Regions from separate parts of the Ovis aries genome. Here region 1 is linked to region 2. A link is a contact called in public Hi-C data. All regions are on one chromosome and are shown on one strand. The core of a region is the stretch at or near the end of the contact, and the rest is flanking DNA. Distances in the headings are between cores, read along the strand shown. Region 1 holds the start of RAB11FIP2 (RAB11 family interacting protein 2). Region 2 holds the start of EMX2 (empty spiracles homeobox 2).

Region 1 (6,983 bases), core at 3,634-6,133, 490 kb after region 2:
TGCCCCCTCCCCAAACAAAACAGAACCAAACACCACCACCAAGTATGTCAGATCTGTGTATGTAACAAAGCATAACAAATCTGAGGGGAAAAAAAATCAATAACAGAATTTTAGTCCAAAAATCCTTATTTCACAAAAGAGGAAACTCAGGCACAGAGGCTAAGTAGCTTCTTAATGTCAGACTGGAGTCAACAAGGAAAACAGACTAAAGCTGACCAGTAACAGCTGCATGAAAATAGTAGTTCTTTTGTATTTAATGAACCACATATATGTTAATAAGGTTAAACGCATACCAGGTTGTACATCACAGGACACTGTATTTAATCAGGAGACTCAATCACAAGGGCAACATAGGTTTTGTCTTGCCGGAGTGTAAGCTTCTTGAAGGCAATTTTCCTTGCACTAAATAAATGTTTACTGAATTTTCACTTCTAGAGTGACATATTTCATATTCTTAAAACGACAACACTACAACTCTGTGTATGTCTGTGTGTATGTTGCACCATTTTGTTCTCTGGTTAAGAAAAGCTGAAGATTTAGGTAAGCTTCAATGGATAAAAGCAAGTCAGTGTTTGAATATAAACTCTAACTACAGTGTTTTCCATCCTTCTTGACCAAAAAAAGTAAAACACAGACAAAAAAAAAACCCCAAGACCCAACAGCAAAGAACTTTAACAAACATACCAACTTAAAATATAGGCATGACAAATAACTCTAGCTGCTTTGTTTGGAAAGTGATATAACAGGGAAGTCTTAATGAGACCTTCAAGAATCATTCCAGAGATAGCACTTGTTTTCCCTGGCTTCTAAAAAGATAAAAGGAAGACACAGCATTTGAGGTTTAGTGGATTAATGCTGATTTTATTTTTTCACCTCTGGAGTGCTCGATTTAAACTGTATATGGCCTCTGTTCAATTTTTGAGTGGGCACACATCCATGTTCAAAAACCACCACACATGTGGGAACTATTCCCAAGCAATTGGTGCTGTGTGGTCAGAAATGGGACAAGATTGGCAGGAAGGGTGCCAGAGGCCAGGACGCAGGTGCACCACACAGCCGCACACACAAGTCCTAAAACCTGCATATGTTTGAGTCATACCTAACTTAGGGGCTCGGATGGTTATTACTGTTCATGAGCATTAAAAACAAACAAACAAAAAATCAACATCGCCCACTTCTGCTGTTAAAAAAAAAAAATCAATCGATACAACATAATAGCATAAACAATTTACCATTCTATTATTAAGTACTGTACTGTTTTCTTAAATCTTGTGCCCGAACCAGCCCAGATGCCCATTAAAACGGGAGATACGGAAAAGTTCTCTTTCCAGGTCCCACTCATCAAAGTGTTCTGGCTCAGGCCCTTTATCCCTCTCCTTGAAAGAAGGAAAAAAGCTTTTAATTTCAAGGTATAAAAATAAATCAAATGATACTTTTAGCCACCACACTTCTTTGCTTATCATGGAAGACAAGCTGTAAATACTTGTCTTTAGTGTCAAGAGCAGAAAGTGTCACACCCAGCAGTTCCATGGGACTTCCAAATCAGCTGGTCGCCTTCATCACCCATACCCATTTTCTAAAAAGCACTTGGGAATCTGCTGACAAGGCTCAGCAATGTGCAGAATATTAAATATCTTTCTTGCAATACACCGGTAGCTCAAGTCTGTCTCTTACTGGGCCGTATGTATAGTTGTGCTGCAGAAGGAAGCTATTAACTATATTAAAAACTAGAAATATTACAAATAAAGAGATCTCATCAAATATGTGGTCTCCATTTATCCACAAAGAAAATATTAGGGATTTAATAACCTGAAAATCACTTTGAATGCAACAACATCACAAGCGCTGTTGATAACATTTAAACGCATTTTCCTCCCCAAAAGTCCTAATCCGTTCTTTTTTAGTAGCCAATAGAGAATTTCTGTAGGGAGACAACGATATTAGAGTATTGCTTACAGCCAAATTTATTGTAACTGTGATGCTGCCAAAGATAAGGAGTAAAACAAGAAGAAACTTTAAAAGTGTATTCCATCTTCAGAATCCCTGGGTTCACAGTCGGGCCTACTTTCATTTGGAACATTTATATTTCAGAGAAGGCCTGCAGTATATCATTCATTAACGTTAAAAGTACTGTAAATGCAGTATCAAATTTGAAGATGCAATAAACTTAAAAAGTTTACATTCAAAACACTTCTAAATATTATTTAGTAAGGTCATCCAAAATTGGCAATTTGCAATAAATTAGTCAGGGATTATCCATTTTTCAGTTTAAATTTGATGAAGAACTCCTCAGAGGTAACTGAATGCTACTTCATAGGTATCAACCAGTATTATTAAAATCACTGATATATATTCAACTTTACACTTTATTTAAACCATTTTCTCTCCTTCTAAAATATTTTCATCTCTTCAGTTTCCTCTGGCATTCCTAGTATTACTTATCTCTCTACCCTTTACCTTACATATATTAAACCTTTAGGTCCTTAGGTAAAGACCTGATTAAAAAACATTTTCTCAATGAAAGTAAAAATTTCAATCAAGATAAGTCTGCAGGAAGGTAGGTATAGAAAAAACATGACATGGTTGTTTTAAAATATAAGAAAATAACATGATCTTCAAGAAAGTTTTTAAAAGCATAAATAAATATCAGTTATAACAGCAAAGCTATTTTTGAAATGTGACATCCCCTTATAAATTCAACCTATATTTTTCTACCATTAATTCCATCCACTTCAAACATTCTTTCAGACTAGAGTAATTATAAGTTTAAGAAAGGGGTATCACTCTCTCAGAAAACATACTATTTTTCAATTTAAGCAATAATATCCTAGTTTTAACTTATATTATGGTTTTTTTAAGTTAGAATATATCTAACCCAAGTTTGGAAGTCATATTAAAAAGTCCATGTTTTTACTGAATATGTCATTTCATCACAAGAATTTAATCAGTTTCCAATCTGATAGCATTTAATACAGTCTAAACACACTGGCTTTGCAGAACTAACTTTGAAGTAACTATGTTCAAGAATGAGGATGTCTATACATACTTTTAAAACTTTTTTCTTTTAATATCTTTAAACTCCACCACGATGTACTGACCCTGAAATCTGAGCTAAAATAAAAGCCAACTCTGTTTACAATGCTGAAATAAAATATTGAGTTCTAAATTGGGTAATTCACCACTTGACAGCTTCAGAGTTCAACTACAAAATAAATTTAAATATATATATATATATATAGAAAAGGGCATATTGGCAGATTTACTTTTCTGATGTTCCATTTTCTGAAAATTGTAATGTTTAAAAATTGTAATAATTTAAATTGATCAACAACACTGCGGCCCAGTCCTCTTATAAGTAGTGAAACAATGTTAATTTACTTAAAATCCTGCGCAAAATATTCAATTATTGAAGAGGTTCACCTCAAACGAGAGTAATGGATCATTAAAGACTTCACCTAAAAAAAAAAAATGTGTCTTAACAGGGGCTATTTTTACTTCAGATTTATGCAAATATGGTGCTTAAAACTGGGTCATATTTCAGTCCAAAAACCAATGCCCCAAGTAGACAAATAATTTCCAAGAACAGAAAATCCATTCAGATAATAGCTAAGCTCCCCCCCCAATTCAAAATAAATTACATAACTTACTCTGTTTTCCTTCTTTGTTTGTCCTCAAAGATGTCATTGAGATTGATGGCCACCTGCCCTAAAAACTTATCCAGACCCACCAGGGACCTGTGCATAACTATGAGGAAAAGGATGTATTTCTCTGGATTCCCCTGCATTAGCAGCCCAGGTAGCTCAAAAGAGGCCTCTTCCTTCCAGACTGGCTCAAGGGTTTTCTCAGCTACAGAGGTGGAGTACTTTTCCTTTCCCAGCTGAATTATAGTGTATGTGTCATTGGTGCCACTTTTGCCTTTTGGCTTAAGATCTTTGGCTTGGAGCACGGTGACCTGCACATGGGTCGGAAACCACTTTTGGGCTTGCTCGGAGAGCATCATTCTGTCCTTTTTCTCTGCACCGAGTTCACCAGCGCAGGAAGAGCCCCTCCCGCAGGGAGAGCCTGATGCCTTGATCACTGCATCCTAAGGGCACTTAACGGAGGCAGGCAAACTCACAGCTGCCCGACTCCCTCTAGGGCTGAGGTCCAAACGCCTGGCTGGGGCAGCCCGGGGGCACGGCTGTTCTGCGGTGCTGGTGGTGGGAAGGGGTCCCCTTTCCTCTGGAGAAGCACAGGGGCCCAGCATCACCTGGCCGCGCCGTCCAGGCCTCGCGTCCGCACCTCCACGCTCCGCCGCCCCCCCGCCTCGCCCCGGGACGGGCCCTCGGCAGCGGCGGGCGGCTCCCGGGCCTGCCGGGCACCGGAGGCCCGGCGGCCAAGGCCCCGGCGGAGGGCGGCGGAGGAAAGGAGTGCGCCCCCACGCCCTAATTCTCAGCCCCCGGCCTCCCGCCGGCCTCCTCGCAACCGGGCCGCCGGCCTCCCGCCTCCTCCGCGCCTCCCGCTCGCCCTGCGCGAGTCCGCGCGGGCCCAGCCGGGCTCCTCCTCCCGACCCCGGTAATACGAACCGCCGCCGGCTCGCGCGGCCTCGCTCCCTCTAGCAAACCTCTCCCTCCTCCTCCCCCGCGCCTCGGCTCCTCCTCTCGTGCGGGCGTGGGGGCGGGGGCCGATCGCCCGGGGCGGGGTGTGGTGGGGGGGCGGGAGTGGAGTGAGACCTGGGGAGGGGGGCCCCGGCTGCCTCGGCGCGAGAGGACCGCGGGGCGGCGGGCGGCGGGCTGCAGGGCGGTGGGCGCGCGGCTCGACCTCGCCGGGCCGGCGGCTCCTAGCACCGAGCGGGCGGCGCCGGCACTTCCGGGTTCGCCTTCTCCATGTCGGTCTCGAGAATGCGACGGGGCGGGGCCGGGCGGGGCCGGGCGGGGCCCCGGGGTCAAGGGTCAGCACCGCCCCGGTTGCCTTGGTGACTGGGGGCGTGCCTCGCGGGAGCCCGGGAGAGCTCGGCACCGGTATATTGAGTGTTCGTCCTGCTGGTTCGCGCCAGCTTGGGGCTTGGCATTGCGCTGGGTGCTGGGGACGTGGGAACCTGCAGGAGCTGGCAGTTGCGGGGCGGGGAGGCTGGGGGGGTGAGGGGTGGTTGGCGGGCCTCCGGGAGACCAATCCGAGAGGAGGCAGCCAAGGCCCGGAGTCTGCCCGGTCTTGGGAGAGACCCATTTTCGATCTTTGGAAGCCGTCTTTGCTGTACCCTGGATGCCCAGTATCTGGCACCGAGCGGGCATCGGATGAATGATGGTGAAATGAATCAGTCACCTTCATAGGCCGAAAACATACTTTTTCTCCCCCCCCCCCCCTCCCCTTATCCACTTTTGTGTTTTTGAAGAGAGAAGGCTGTTGATTGGAATGACATCCCCAACTCAAATGACGGTAGAGGCAAGCAGATAAAAGATTCCAAAGTAACACGGGGGTTAATTAATTATATCCTGGGAGGCACTGGGCTGGAGTCCGGAGACCTGGTTCTAGTACCGTGTCTACCAACATCAGACTGTATCACCCTGGTCAGGTGATTTCCGCTGCCTGAACCTTGGTTTCTTCACAAGCAAAACGTCTCCATCATCCCTGAGACTGTGGACTCAACGTCCAAGAACCTCCTGGGCACTCAGTCTGGTAGTCTAACTTCAGAAGCCAAACCCAGAGGTGATTCTCGTATTCAACGAAGTCAGCTAAGAAAAGCAAACAACCTCCTTCACCAAGGGGGGATGACAAGTTCCTTACCTGCCCTGAGGGCAAGGCCTGATGGACACCAGTACAGTGTTAAGAGGGAAAAAAAAAGGAGATGTGCTAATACTGCATTTTTTCCAAAACCATTCTGACCTAGCAGGAGAAGGGCAGGTAATGACTGATGAGTCAGGAGCCTTGTTTGATGTCCTGACTGCCAGAAATTTCTTGTCCAGAGCTCATGATGAGCACTTAGCTTCCTGAGACAAAGAACTTAGATTCTGGGAGCCTGGATTTCCTTGTCCATAAATTGTCCAGAAGATTGCTACTATAGAGTTAGGAGGGTATTAAGAGATAATTCATGGACATTTCCTGGCATAGTATGGAACATAATTCTCAGCTTGCCTTTGTCCCTCTATTTCTCTATTACAGGAGATATTTATATACTACATTTATTGTATTCTTCCCTGGTGGCTCAAACAGTAAAGAATCTGCCTGCAATGCAAGAGACCTGGGTTTGGTCCCTGAGTCAAGAAGAGCCTCTGGAGAAAGGAATGGCTACCGACTCCAATATTCTTGCCTAGAGAGTTCTGTGGACAGAGGAGCCTGGCAGGCTACAATTTATTGTATTTACTTCTATTTATGTCTTATCTTCCCAAGGAAAGTCGAATCTTCTTTGGATTGCCCTGTGTATTGTGGATCATCCCTTCAGAGCGCTTAGCAGGCAATGGACAGTTGTTGAATAATCCAGTGCCTTTCTCTATTTACAAAACTAATTTGGAGAGTAAAACAGTATGCTAGAGGTGCATACATATTTCCAACTCTAAATGACTACAAAAATGTAAAGTATTATGTTTATCGTTTTCAGGTGAGGTTTAAAACGTTCCCACTTGAGAACATTGTATTCTCCATGGTTTTTTTCTTTTTTCCCCCCTCAGTGACCCCATGGATAATAGCTGCAGAACTTAAAACTCTTTAGAAACAAGGTCTTTTCATTAAATATTTTTTGAGTGGAGATTTGGGAGAGTCTGATACATTTGTGTCAGAAGAACAATCATACAGTTGAAAAACCTTGCGGGTAGAGGGGATAACATTATATATTATTTAAATCTTGCAGAAAGAAGGTACTCACTTGAGCTTAAAGAAAGTGAAAGTGAAGTGAAAGTCACTCAGTCATGTCTGACTTGGTGACCCCATGGACTTTTCAGTCCATGGAATTCTCCAGGTCAGAATACTAGAGTGGTTAGCCTTTCCCTTCTCCAGGGGATCTTCCCAAC
Region 2 (6,719 bases), core at 3,533-6,032:
TCCTAACTGCCGCGTTTAGCGGAGTGCCACACGTACAAAGCCATCGCCTGACATTAACATTTGATAAACGGTTAAAAAAAAAAAAAAAAGACCTCGATGCTGGGGACAATTGAGGGCAAGAGGAGAAGGGGGCGACAAAGGATGAGATGGTTGGATGGCATCACTGACTCAATGGACATGAGTCTGAGCAAACTCAGGGAGATGGTGATGGACAGAGAAGCCTGGAGTGCTGCAGTCCATGGGGTCGCAGAGAGTCAGACAGACAGGACTTGGCGACTGAACAACAACTGTGCCAAGCATTAGCTCACTTACTCCTCTCAAACAACTAATAATAATAATCCTATATTTCCTTTTCAGAAAGAAAACCGAGGCTCAACAAGGTGAAAGTCACACAGGTAGTGGCCCAGGCAGCACCTGGCGTCCATCCTGGGTTGCAGGAAGCTATGCATCCACCCCGGTTGTCAAACAGGCCTGGCAGGAGCCGGAGGAGGGAAAAGCACTGCTGTTTGCTCCTCCAAATGTAGGGGGTCTGCTGGGAAACTCAGAGCAGATGGTATGGGAGAGAGGACCAGAAATCGCTGCCCTTTGATGTCTCCCTAGCCAAGAATGCAAGCCTCTCTCACCCCCAGCATCCCCTTAAAGAAGCCCTGGCCTTTAGGAGAAGGTGGAGGGGAACATGTCAGGAGCATGAGGTGAGCAGTAGCTTATGTTTGTACAACTTTATTGTTCAGTCTTGAAGCCCAGTGAGAAGCCTTGGAGGGGAGCCTTGCTTTGATAATAGCAATATCAAAGACAGGGACTACCTTTATTACAGCTCATTCATTACATGCTAGACACTAAGCACTTTGCTGGGCTTATCCTGAATGACCAGTTAGGTTTATCATTGAGCAGTCTCAAGAGCCAAGATATAACTTTGCCTAAGATCATCCAGGTCTGGCTTTGGGAGGGCCGGGGGTGGGGGCAGGTTTACTAAGGTGTAATTTACATACAGTAAAACTCACCCTTTGTTGTACACAATTCTGAGTTTTTAAAACACACACACACAGATGTATAACTGCCTGCCATGATCAGGAGGTAGAGGGGTTCTATCACTCCCTCCACAGCCTTGCAGGCAGCATTGGTCGTGATTTTAACAGATGACAAAATGGAGTTTGGGAGAGGTGGTGGTGTTGCCTAAGATCGCTCAGTGAGTAAGTGACAGATCAGTGACTTGAACTTTCATCCTGTGCCTGCCAGATCAGCTACCTGCACAGTGTAGCCTCCTAAATCTACTGAGCTCAACCCTCAGTGGCTGGGGCTGTGGAAGGGAAGAGCCTCCGAACCACCCCCGCCACAACACTCTCCACTGCTCGCACTGGTACTTAAGCCAACACCCACCTTTCCAGGAAGGGTGAGGAACAAAGAGAGGCCGAATTCTGCAAGGCTTCGGAAGCCACAGTAAAGAGAACTGCAGCTGCTGGGTCCAGGGAGCGGAGTCTAGGGGCAGCTTAGGCTCCGGGTCCAGACAGACTAGGGTGCCCAGCGACTTGATGCACCTCCACCGCCAGCCTGGTTAATGAGTTACTCTCCTAGTTAATTCCCCTGCATGTCGAGGCCAGCAGCGCCAACTCTTCCGAGCTCTTGGTCCTGGTGCATGAATTAGCATAGATTACTCTCCCCTTCCAGGACTTTGGAGTGAGGCCCCTCACTCACTGGAAACCCGCTTCTTCCTCACCAGGGCCCAGGAAAGGCGTGGGGCCAGCAGCAAACAGGGGCAGAGGAACTGGTTTGTCCTTCTGCCTCCAAGAAGGCCGATAGGAGATTCTCTCAGCCTCATCCACCTGCCGATAACTAGAGCCCTCTGGGGGTAAAGCCAGACCCCTTCAGGGCAGTTTGCAAGAGGCCAGTGGTCTGTCTCTTGTTGTAGGCTGGGAGAATCCTGGGCCCTGTGCCCTGGCCAACTGGTCCTACTTTGGGAGGGAGGCTGGGGTCTGGGCCCCAGACCACTCACTTTGTTAGGACACCTTCTGGACACATCTTGACCAAAGCAGGGGAAAGCGTTTAAGGTTGTACCAGTAACACTTGAGTGCTCAGCCTGAGAGTTTAGAAGAGATGGCTTCACCCCTCCGCCCAGACACTGAGTGGAGGCCCTTGGCCTTCAAGATCGTGTCCTTTTATTCCTTTCAGCTAAGATCACTAATATTGACTGTGCAACGAATGGCCATTCCCTGCCTGCAGACAGGGTGGGGCTTTTAGTACCCCCAGTTTCCATTTGGAGCCTAAGGCCGAGTTTGACAGGTCTGGTCTGCAGGTGAATCTGAACCTCCAGCCCTCCTGGAGATGTTTCTATGGAGAATGGGGTCCTCTCCCATCGACTCCAGGATCGGGGATCTACAACCCACCTAAACTGGGTGCTTCTTTCTGGGAACAGAAGGCTGACCTCTACTTCTACCCCAGACTGGCTGGCTAGTGCAGCCCAAAGACTTCCAGTTTTCCTTGTGGCTTCAGGCTCTCTGTTGGCCTGGGCACAATGGGGCTTGTGTCCCTACAGCCTAAGTGAAGGAAGGTTTTCTGAACTGGAGATGATATTTTTGGTGGTCTGTGGTTTAGGACCCAGGGAGATAGTATTCAAAATGCACCTCACCCCAAAAGGCTGGATCCAGCACCCTCTTTCCTTGGGCCTGTGGGAAAGGATGGGGGGGGGGGTGGGGGATGCCACAAAGCAAGGTGGAGAGAAACTGCTAAGGGTGAAAACTCAGCCAAGAGCATTGCCCATAGCTGCCATCAGAGAGCTGAAGTCTGAGGCAGGGGCAGGCTTCTTGGGACATGAACACAAAGCTGAGGCCCAAGACTGTCCCATGTGTGAATGTGTGTATGTGCCCTGGGAAGGTTGGGAGGAGGCAGCACCTGATCTCTGCTGGGTCCTCCCTAAGGCCAGGTGCCCGGACAACCCCAGAAAACACACTCCTAACCCCTCTCTCGCCTAGAGTGTTGTCTAAAAGGAGTGTTTGGACCCTCCTCTCACTGCACCCCCAATACAGACTATACCTGGAATAAAGAGAAATTGACATGAACATAAATACACAGCAGATGAATCCACAGAGGATCAAGGGTGACCCCAGGACAGGGAGCAGATAGCTGGCAAGGCAGGGGAACACGTTCCCAGACCTGGGGACCTATGACTGATGAATCTAGGGGCAGTGCAGCCTGACTTACAGGACTTCCCTCTTCTTCCCCTCCCAATCGACATTTTTTCAGTCTCACGGCAACCTCATCACCAAACACAGGCATTTCTTCGTCCTTAAGCAAAATGACATGGGCCGCCAAGTAAGAGATTTAAAGGATGCCAGTTTTTTTTTTTTTAATCATTGATTGTAAACGTGCAAAATACCTGCTGGTACTTCACTTTAGAAGAATGTAATTGGCAAAAAGAAAAAAAAGAGAGAAAAAAAGAGGCGGCTGATGAATAGATAATAGATCTTTAACCACCAATAAACAGAGAGCAGCGCCAGCAGCCTGGGGGATGTGATCATAATTATGCTGCTGCGTGAGCCAATGGAGACGAGGGAACTCGGCCCTAAAATCATCCCAAAACCGAAGGCAAGCTCGAAAATGCGGACATGGCCTAGGACTGGAGAAACGATCTGCGCTCCCTAACTGTAAGCCCTGGGTTTGCACAGCAACCCGCCCCTGGGACGACAGATGGCAGAATAATAATAAAAATAGTGACAATAAATAACAATAATGACAACAACATTGACAAAAATAACAACGACAACCTAATAGTAATAGTAACAGCACATGAGCCTCTCCCTTGACCTTGGACCCCTAGTCCCAGATGTTGAAGAAGGAGCTGTTTGGGGGAAGGAGATGAGCCCCTTTCCGGAAAGGAAAATCGAGACCCTGTGGGGAAGTTGGAAGCGCCCACCGTCCCGGCAGGTTCATCCACTCCGGTCTCAACTTGGAAAAGAACGAGGCGCGTCAAGGATGGAGAGATCAGCGATCCTGAGACCTCGAGGCTACGCGCGGTTGGAGGACCCAGTACTCCTCCACGCCAGGCTCCCTCCTCACCTAGGAAATCGCCGGGAGTTTCGCTGACCGAACAGCTCCGTTAACCCTCGCCGGGAACCCACCCCTGCCCGCTTACCCTCGAGGGCTCCCGGGACGATTCCAGCTCCCCAGACGCGGGGCTGCGGGAGGGCAGCAGCGCGGAAGCGCTGGGCGCGAGCAATCTGTAGCGTCCGCGCGTCCGTCTGTCCCCTCAAGCCCGGGCTCGGCAGGCTGGGGAGTCCAGGGGGCCGCAGAGGAGGCGGCGCCGACCGAGGACTCTGCAGGGACCGGGGTGCCCCGGAGGGAGTGATGGTGGTGGAGAGGAGGCGGTGGCCGAGGGGGAGGAGGTGGAGAAAGAGGAGGAGGGAGAACTGGAGGAGGAGAAGGAGGAAGAGGAGGAGGAGGAGAAAAAGCGAAGGAAGAGGAGGCGAAAGAGGAGGAGAAGAAGCCGCTGCGGCGCCTCGGGAGCGAGTGAGCTGGGGGCGCGGGGCGACGGCGCGGAGAGGCCGGGCGGCCCGGCGGGCGCAGGAGGCACGGCCGCAGCAACGGCGGCGACTCCGTTCCACTCTCGGCCCGGATCCAGGCCTCCGGGTTCCCAGGCGCTCGCCTCCCTCTGACGCACTTTAAAGAGTCTCCCCCCTTCCACCTCAGGGCGAGTAATAGCGACCAATCATCAAGCCATTTACCAGGCTTCGGAGGAAGCTGTTTATGTGATCCCCGCACTAATTAGGCTCATGAACTAACAAATCGTTTGCACAACTTGTGAAGAAGCGAACACTTCCATGGATTGTCCTTGGACTTAGGGCGCCCTGCCCGCCTTTTGCAGAGGAGAGAAAACTTTTTTTTTTGCCTCCCCCGAGAATCTACCCCCCCCACTCCGCCTCTAACTTCGACCCCCCCCCCCCCACGCCATCTCGCCAAAAAAAAAAAAAAAAATTACCCCAATCCACGCCTGCAAATTCTTCTGGAAGGATTTCTCCCCCTCTCTCCAGGTTGGGCGCGTTTGGTGCAAGATTCTCGGGATCCTCGGCGTTGCCTCTCCCTCCCCCTCCCCCTCCTTTCCTTTTTCCTTTCCTTTCCTTTCTTTCTCCCTTTCCTCCCCCCCCCCCCCCCCCCACCCCCACCAAACAAGTCCCCAATTCTCGTCCGTTCTCGCCGCGGGCAGCGGGCAGCGGGCGGCGGAGGCAGCGCGCCGCGGTCGCCGGGAGCCGGGAGCCCCGGGCGCCCGCTCCTTGGCGCAGCATGTTCCAGCCGGCGCCCAAGCGCTGCTTCACCATCGAGTCACTGGTGGCCAAGGACAGTCCCCTGCCCGCCTCGCGCTCCGAGGATCCCATCCGTCCCGCGGCGCTCAGCTACGCCAACTCCAGCCCCATAAACCCGTTCCTCAACGGCTTCCACTCGGCCGCCGCCGCTGCCGCCGGCAGGGGCGTCTACTCCAACCCGGACTTGGTGTTCGCCGAGGCGGTCTCGCACCCGCCCAACCCGGCTGTGCCAGTGCACCCGGTGCCGCCGCCGCATGCCCTGGCCGCCCACCCCCTGCCCTCCTCGCACTCGCCACACCCCCTCTTCGCCTCGCAGCAGCGGGACCCGTCCACCTTCTACCCCTGGCTCATCCATCGCTATCGATATCTGGGCCACCGCTTCCAAGGTACGTGCCACGTCGCGGGGCCGCGGAGCGCTGCATCCCACGCTGCCCTTGGCCTGCTCCGGGTGGGCGCCCGGCGAGGCCTGGATGGAGGTTTTTCCGGCTCGACCGCCGGCGCGCTGCGTCTGGAAACTGGGCGGCGAGGAGTCGGGCATGGTGTTCTTCCCCAGTCTCCGAGCTGCGGCCGGTTTGGGGGCTGGCCTGAGGCCTCTTGACCCTTTAGTGAGGGACGCAGAAGAGTTGCCTCCGAAAGCTCTCAAGGCGGGCTGTCTCAGCCTGCTCCGAGGGCTGGCCGCCGAGGAATCCATGGCCCGCGGGGTGCCCAGGCTCTCCGTCTCCTCGGCTATGCTCTCGCCGTCCTGGCTCCGAGGGGTGCGGGCAGGGCCCGGCCCCATGTTCGCCTTCCACTGCGTGTTCGCCACCCACTCCGCGCCCCTGCCTCCTAGACCCGCGACGCCTCGGTCTCTGACCCTCTTCCGGCAGCGAAGAGACCCTTACGGCCCCGGAGGAAAGTCTGGGGGGAGGTTGTTTTATCCTGCTTATTTCGGAGGCTGGGGAGGGGCGGGAACCCGCGCGGGTAGGAACCTCTCCGAGGCTCGGCACTCTCGCGGTGACCTGCTCAATTCCGGCGCCTCGCCGCCGCGGCGGGAAGGCAGGTTCGGACTGATTTTTGTTTTTGTTTTTCTTTTGAAAGAAATGAACCGGGTCGGAAGATGGGCTAGAGGAAATCTGTTTGGGTGTTTTCCTTTCTTGCTGTTTTTTGGGATTTGTTTGTTTTCTCTGGGTGGAGGGTAGGAGGAAAGTTAAAACTCCAGTAAAGGGGGCAAGTAATTAGTTTGGCGATCCGAGCGGGGAAAAGACCTACCTCCGGAGGCAGCCGATCAATACTCGGCGGCTTGTCCATTTGTTAACCCTTTGCGTTCCTGCCAGCGCCCAAAGTCGGGTAGACTCCCCCCCTTCCTTAATTTCAAAAACCAAACCAAAACAAAACAACGTTTTACCCTTATTCCCAGACCGAATTTGCCTCCATTCCCCCCTGAACTGT

The links. A called contact is a pair of places that touch in the nucleus more often than the background predicts.
Region 1: a contact with region 2 is called in a Hi-C map of tail adipose tissue, with 3 times the contacts expected there. The contact joins the promoter of RAB11FIP2 here to the promoter of EMX2 in region 2. A contact is called at or near these places in 2 of 16 Hi-C or Micro-C datasets (skin fibroblasts and tail adipose tissue).

Annotation. Positions count from the first base shown.
Region 1 is chr22:37,841,957-37,848,939 of ARS-UI_Ramb_v3.0, forward strand. RAB11FIP2 (RAB11 family interacting protein 2) reads right to left here and starts at 4,884. Exons shown (of 5, transcript XM_042238914.2): 1 at 3,648-4,884; 2 at 1,233-1,376. The coding sequence starts at 4,000.
Region 2 is chr22:37,356,953-37,363,671 of ARS-UI_Ramb_v3.0, forward strand. EMX2 (empty spiracles homeobox 2) reads left to right here and starts at 4,783. Exons shown (of 3, transcript XM_027960327.3): 1 at 4,783-5,677. The coding sequence starts at 5,272. LOC121817669 (a long non-coding RNA gene) reads right to left here and starts at 4,626. Exons shown (of 5, transcript XR_009598052.1): 1 at 4,127-4,626.